2 separate regions of the Sus scrofa genome follow, and region 2 is linked to region 1. The links are chromatin contacts, called in public Hi-C maps. All regions are on one chromosome and are shown on one strand. The core of a region is the stretch at or near the end of the contact, and the rest is flanking DNA. Distances in the headings are between cores, read along the strand shown.

The links. Hi-C and Micro-C count contacts between places; a contact is called where the count stands out from the background.
Region 2: a Hi-C map of skeletal muscle shows a contact between it and region 1, with 4 times the contacts expected there. The contact joins the enhancer-like site here to the promoter of PTPRG in region 1. A contact is called at or near these places in 2 of 5 promoter capture datasets (fetal liver and liver), 3 of 47 Hi-C or Micro-C datasets (liver, mesenteric adipose tissue and skeletal muscle) and 1 of 2 datasets of contacts at active chromatin or transcription factors (skeletal muscle).

Annotation. Positions count from the first base shown.
Region 1 is chr13:43,131,235-43,134,197 of Sscrofa11.1, forward strand. It overlaps PTPRG (receptor-type tyrosine-protein phosphatase gamma), which reads left to right and starts at 1,552. Exons shown (of 31, transcript XM_021070772.1): 1 at 1,552-2,401. The coding sequence starts at 2,384.
Region 2 is chr13:43,720,459-43,723,421 of Sscrofa11.1, forward strand. The region is part of intron 8 of PTPRG (receptor-type tyrosine-protein phosphatase gamma); the gene reads left to right. Among named protein-coding and RNA genes, the nearest start is that of C13H3orf14, 180 kb to the right of the region's middle. Within about 2 kb of position 1,388, at least 7 of the 83 cell types and tissues checked have an H3K27ac peak or open chromatin away from gene starts, as enhancers often do. A contact at or near this core is called in mesenteric adipose tissue and skeletal muscle, where this site is marked.

The DNA.
Region 1 (2,963 bases), core at 302-2,801:
ATACAACACTTCCAAGAAAACTGACCCTCTCAAGCATTTATGGGGGAATCAAGATTCCAACAAAACCAGGAAGGACCAAACTCCAAAACAAACAAACTCAACTCATTCCCCACCCTGGGGCAGGGTGTTCACTCCGTTCTGCTAAAGATGGGAGGGGGAGGGCTCCCCAGGAACTTCCTGGCTTTTATTAGTCCCTAATCCCAAATTTAACTTTTCAAAGGTTTTTCTTTTGGAAGTGTGGGTGTAAAACTACTTCCCTAATCACATCTTGTGGGAGGATTTCGAACATGTGTATATTATTTGAAAACCTAGCATCCGGTTGGGATGTTTGGGTGGGTGGAGGACCCTGCGTGGTGGGATGAAACAGCAGGGGCATGATAAAAACAAGTCAAGATGGCTTTTAAACTGAGGCAGAAAAATTAGGCAAAAATTACAAATGGCTAATTACTTTGGCTGAATTACCCATTTAATCAAAAGCCCACCTCCCCCACTTTTAGCACCGCCATAAGAGGGGAAAATAGGGCGCTTAGAAGTCTTAGCGATAAAGATCTCTCTCACCGAGAGCCAAGGGACAAAACTCTAACAGATAAGCCCAGTCCTCCCATTTCCCTCACACGCCTCTCCGCGATTGCTAAAGAGGTTGCGGCTCCCCGAGTAGCTGCCAGGAAATCGGTCCTGCCCAGGGGCGCAGCTTTCACCCAGTCAGGGGTAAGAGGCGCACTTCCTGCACCCTCTCCACCACCAGGCCGGAGTAAGGGAACCTTCCCTCCTCCTGTGAAGCCGCGAGTTGGGAAAACTCTGCCACCGAACCATCGTGGCGCCGGGAAAAGGGGTGTGGGACTCGGAAGGACAGGATTTCAAAAGCCTAGGATCGATATGCCTCCCCACCCCCACCTCTCCCCAGTCGGGAACATGGCCAATGGAAGGCGGAAAAGAAAAGGAAAAGAGAGAGAGAGAAATGAAGAAAAAAATTAAATCTCAAAGCTCAGTCCGAGTGCAAAGGCCATTCGGCTTTGTTTCCAAAGCGGGGGAATTCGCCAGGCTGGGGGGCGCAAGCAAGGAGTGAGCAGGGCGCGCCCCGCCGCGGCGCTACCAAGGCGCGGAAACCCAACACGAAACCCCATCACGCTATGAAGGCAGCCGTCGGCCCCCCTCCTCTCTTCAAACCCGAGCCTGGGCCCCTACAAGTCTCCCGTCCGCGAAAAACGCTGACGGGGTCCAGGGGACAGCTGCCAAAGCCGCTCAAACTGCGGCGTCTTTAAGAGCTAGCTGAACGGGAATCTGGCAAAGACTCGCTGACCCCTAGAAGCAGCTGCCCTTCTCCCGCTTTCCGAGACCCAGCCAGAGCAGCCCTCGGCACCCAAACTGCCCCCGCCGAGTCCACAGCACTCCGGCCTGGCGAGGGGAGAGAAGTGGGCTGTGGGACCCCACAGAGGCGGGAGCCGAGCGTGGCTGCTTTAAGAGCGCGGTGCGCGCGCGCCCGCTGCCGGCAGCCCCGCTGCGCGTCCCCGCAGTCTCCGCGCGTCCTTGATCGCGCGCCGCCGCCACCGCCGCCGCGCGCCCCCTGCTCGCTCGCCGGCTTTAAAGTCTCTGCCAGGATCCATGCTCACATGTTACTTCCTGTATGGAGGCATGGCTAGTTTCCAGCCCCGCGCTCCCCGATCCTCCCCAGCTCGCGCCGGAGCCACAACTTTCAGGAGCATGGACTGAAGGCGCCCTCGCCCCAGCGCCCCTCTGAGATCCTTTGTGTTTTCCTTGGTTTCCTCTAGCCGTTTCTATTTTGGGGGGGCTCTTCGCTCCTCCTGCCACTACCCTCCCCTTCCCTGCTCGCAAACATGCCTCCTTCCTTCCCGGGGCCCTGGAAGGAGCTGCCTGCCTGAAGCCCGGAGACGCTGTGCCGCGCTCAGCCCCGCCGCCGCCCGCCGGCTTTAGGGCTGCGCTGCCGATTCAAGTTGGGGATCCTCGGCTGCTAGCCGCCGCCGCCGCCTTCAGTCCCTGCCTGCCCCGGGCCCCGGGCATCGCCGCCGCGCGCCGACTCCTCGCCCTGCTCGCTCCTATTTGAACAGAAAACAGCCCTTCTCCGCCGAGGATCGTCCCCAGCGTGGCTCCACGTTCCCGGTCACTTTTTGAGATTTTTCCGGGGGGCGCTCAGCGGTTTCCCGGATTCCAGGGGGACTTGGGCCGCCGAGAGCGGGGGGCCCGTTGAGCGGGCGAGCAGGGGAAGAGCCCAGGCTTGGAGGCTCACACGGAGGCAAGAACTTATTCAACAAGTTTACCACCCCCCTGCCTTCCTCTTTTCGATGTGCGTTTTCGGACATGCGGAGGTTACTGGAACCGTGTTGGTGGATTTTGTTCCTGAAAATCACCAGTTCCGTGCTCCATTATGTCGTGTGCTTCCCCGGTGAGTGCCGGCCGCCGAGGGACGCGGCCCTGGCCGGCGCGCGCGGGGGATATGGAGTTATTCCCGGGGCACGGAGCTCAGGCACCCGTCCCCGGGACCCCGGAGAGAGTGGAGGGGGGTCGGGCGCCCATGAAGGGGAGAGGGATACGCTCCGCTGGCTCTGGCAGCATTTAGGGAGGCTGGCGGTTGGGGAGGATGGAAGTAGGGGCTGGCCGGGAAGGGGGCCGGGGGCCGCAGAAGTCTGTGTTTCTCTCGGGTTTGGGGGGCCTAAGGGGGCCGGAGTCGGGAGAAAAGAAGACTCATTCTGCTGATTCGCCGCTGTTCGGGGGAGCTAGAGCTCTGGGGTTTTTGAGACCGGGGCAATGGGGAGGATGCCTTTGTGGGTTTGGGGGGCGCAGGGTGCGCCCCTTGCTCAGACGGGGTTTGAAGGAGCTTATGGGGGGGCGTGATTTGCTGCTCCCCGACCCTTTGGGGAGGCTGGTGCCCAGACGGTGGAAGCTGAAGGCTGGCCGTGAAGAATCGGGGATGTTGGGAACAGCCTGCGTTCCGGTCCCAGGGGTCA
Region 2 (2,963 bases), core at 138-2,637, 590 kb after region 1:
AAAGTAGGTCTTCAAGAAACCATAGCAGGGACATCCCGAGATGAAGCTGTCACGACCAGGACTGTAGCTAGAAAGTGAGGAGCAAGTGTACTCTCTGCCTTTCAGGGCCATACAGACTCTTACATCTTAGTTTCATCCACGCTTTGTGACTCCGTACTTTTTCAAAATTCTGGTTCCTTCTCTCTCTCAGTTTGAGTGTGGGTTTTCTTTGGAGGGGAGTAGAACCCAATATGGTTACTCTAATATTAGTTGACCTTTCAACTCAAGGGCCAGCCACCAACTGATAACAGTCTGGCCAAGTATTCAGGAAGAGATCCAAATAGATGTTGGCAACCCAGCAAATTGGCTGGCTTTGGGTCCTGTGTTCATTTTTCAGCAAATCAGCAGAGGTACTGGTCCTGTTCTGAGACATCCAATGTTGCCTTGGGGAGCAGGGGGTGGTAAATGGAGCAGGTCACCTAGAAGGAGCTTTGTACAGAAGAGATAGCCCATTAACAAAGGTAGGTAGTGTGGGGCCAGGGGAAACATTTATTTGGCCTCTCTGAAGTTGGCAGATGCTTTACTTTCAGACTTTTTTTTTTTTCTCTTCATTCCATTGTGATAAAAAGAAAGACTAGCAATTTAGTGGCTGAACAGGATCTGCTGGCCTTACGGAGATAATGAAATATGAAAAAAGTTTTCTTCCTAATGGTGAAGCCAGCATTGTTTTATTAAAATCAAATAAAATTGCAGCCCAAATATTTATATCCTCAAGATTCATGGGACAGAGCTTTGAAAAGGGACCCCCTTTTGTCGGTTAAGATAAATGCTTTTGTCTTCAAAGATATAAAGGTTTGAGATAATGAGGTTAAGAAATTCAAGTTTGGCTTTTTTTCTCTTCTTTTTTTGGTAGGATGCCCTGTGAGGGGGAGGCATAGAGAGGCAATTGTTTAGCCAGGTAATTAACAGTTACTGGGTTTCGTGGCAGTTTAGTGGATCTACATAAAAGGCAAAGTTTTAGGCTTGGTAGCTTGTCAAGTATTTGTCAATTAGAAGCATTTTGACATTTGGGAACTGAGTATCCAGAAAATGCTTTGTTACCATCTTTTTATTCTACCCTGCACCCATACATGTGGGGAGAAAAATAATTGAAGGGTTTTTCTCTGGGATTTTTAGTATGACTTCTCTGTAGGTACTATTGTTTCCAGAAACTAGTGAAGAAATAAATTCATCTCACTGACCTCCTAGTTTCTTTACCCTAAACACTTTACTGTATCTGGCACAGCTTCATATACCCTTTTCTTTGTCCCAAGGGAAGAAACAGCTCATTTTCACATGGCCCAGCTGGATCCTTGAGGGTGAGCTGAGTGGAGGTCACAGCTGTGTAGGTCCACGGAAGGGAACGTGTTGGCCATCTGAGTATTATCGTTTCAGATCTTCCCACCCTGACCCTGCCAACATTCTTTCTGGAGTTAGCACAGAATGTTCATTTCAGAAAGGCAAACAGCCAATTCAGAGACGCCAAGTAGACCGAATCCCATGTCTGCTTGTATCAGGAAGAAAACATTCCTGGTCCTTCATCCTTCTTTTTCTCCAAAGGCCCCTCTTTTCTCTCATGCAGAGTGGCTCCCTGTCAGCAGTGAAAAGGACAGCCATGTTCCCCCTAAAATTAATGCTTAGCACAAACTGTCGGACTGGTAAGATGTGAATTTCTTTGAAATCTTCCAGAGTAAATATGAGCAACTGCCTCTTTTCCCTCTTTTGTGCTTCTTGGGCATTCAAGTCAGTGAGCTCGACTCTGGCTCCTGTGATAATCTAGATCTCAATATGATGTTGCTGATGGAATCACAGGTTGGCTTCCTTGGTCAGCAGTCAGCCTGGCTTATGTGGCTCCACTAAACACTGACTATAAATATCAGGCCAAAAGCACCCCACAAAAATGGCAGCACCCTCAGTCCTGGGGAGGTCAAAGGAGCAGAAGCAGTGCATGGAGACAGGTGCCTGCCTTGTGTTCATGATCATCAGGGAACTTGATCATTTTTACTCCAGCATGTGTTTTCTTCTACAACAGTGGCTCTCAGATGATAGCACTTTGGCCATGCCAACTTTTCCTTTCCAGGACTATTGGCTTCTGCAGTTTAAAATATGATACTGCCTATAATTTTCTCTAGCCATGAGTTTTCCTTAAATGCTTCTTGGAGGTTCTGTTAAAAAGGAAATAAATATCAAAAAGGTTAGTTTATTTTTTCTATTTACATGACTTTTTTATTGAAGTACAGTTGATTTACATCATTATGTTAGTTTCAGGTATATAGACAAGTGATTCAGTTTTACATATATATATAGTATTCAGTTTTATATGTATAGGTTATTATAAGATGCTGAATATTATTCTCTGTGTTATATAGTAAATCCTTGTTGCTTATCTGTTTTATGTGTAGCAGTTTGTATCTGTTAATTCCATACTTTTTTTGTTGTTGTTGTTGTTGTTGTTGTCTTTTTAGGGCCACACCCGCAGCATAGGGAAGTTCGCAGGCTAGGGTATAATCAGAGCTGCAGCTGATGGCCTACACCACAGCCACAGCAACGGGGATCTGAGCCATGTCTTCGAACTACACCACAGCTCATGGCAACGCCAGATCCTTAACCCACTGAGCAAGGCCTGGGATCAGTCTTGCATCCGCATGGATCCTAGTCAGGTTCATTAACTGCTGAGCCATGAAGGAAACTCCTGTTAATCCCATACTTAAATTTATCCTTCCTCTGCCTCCCTTTCCTCTTTGGTAACTGTAAATTTGTTTTCTACATCTGTGAATCAGTTTCTGCTTTGTATATAGATTCACTTAGTATTATTTTTTAGATTCCACATATAAGTGGTATATTTAATATTTGCTTTATCTCTCTGACTTACTTTATGTAGTCTGATATTCTTTAAGTCCATCTATGTCGTTGCAAATAGCAATATTTCATTCTTCTTTAAGACT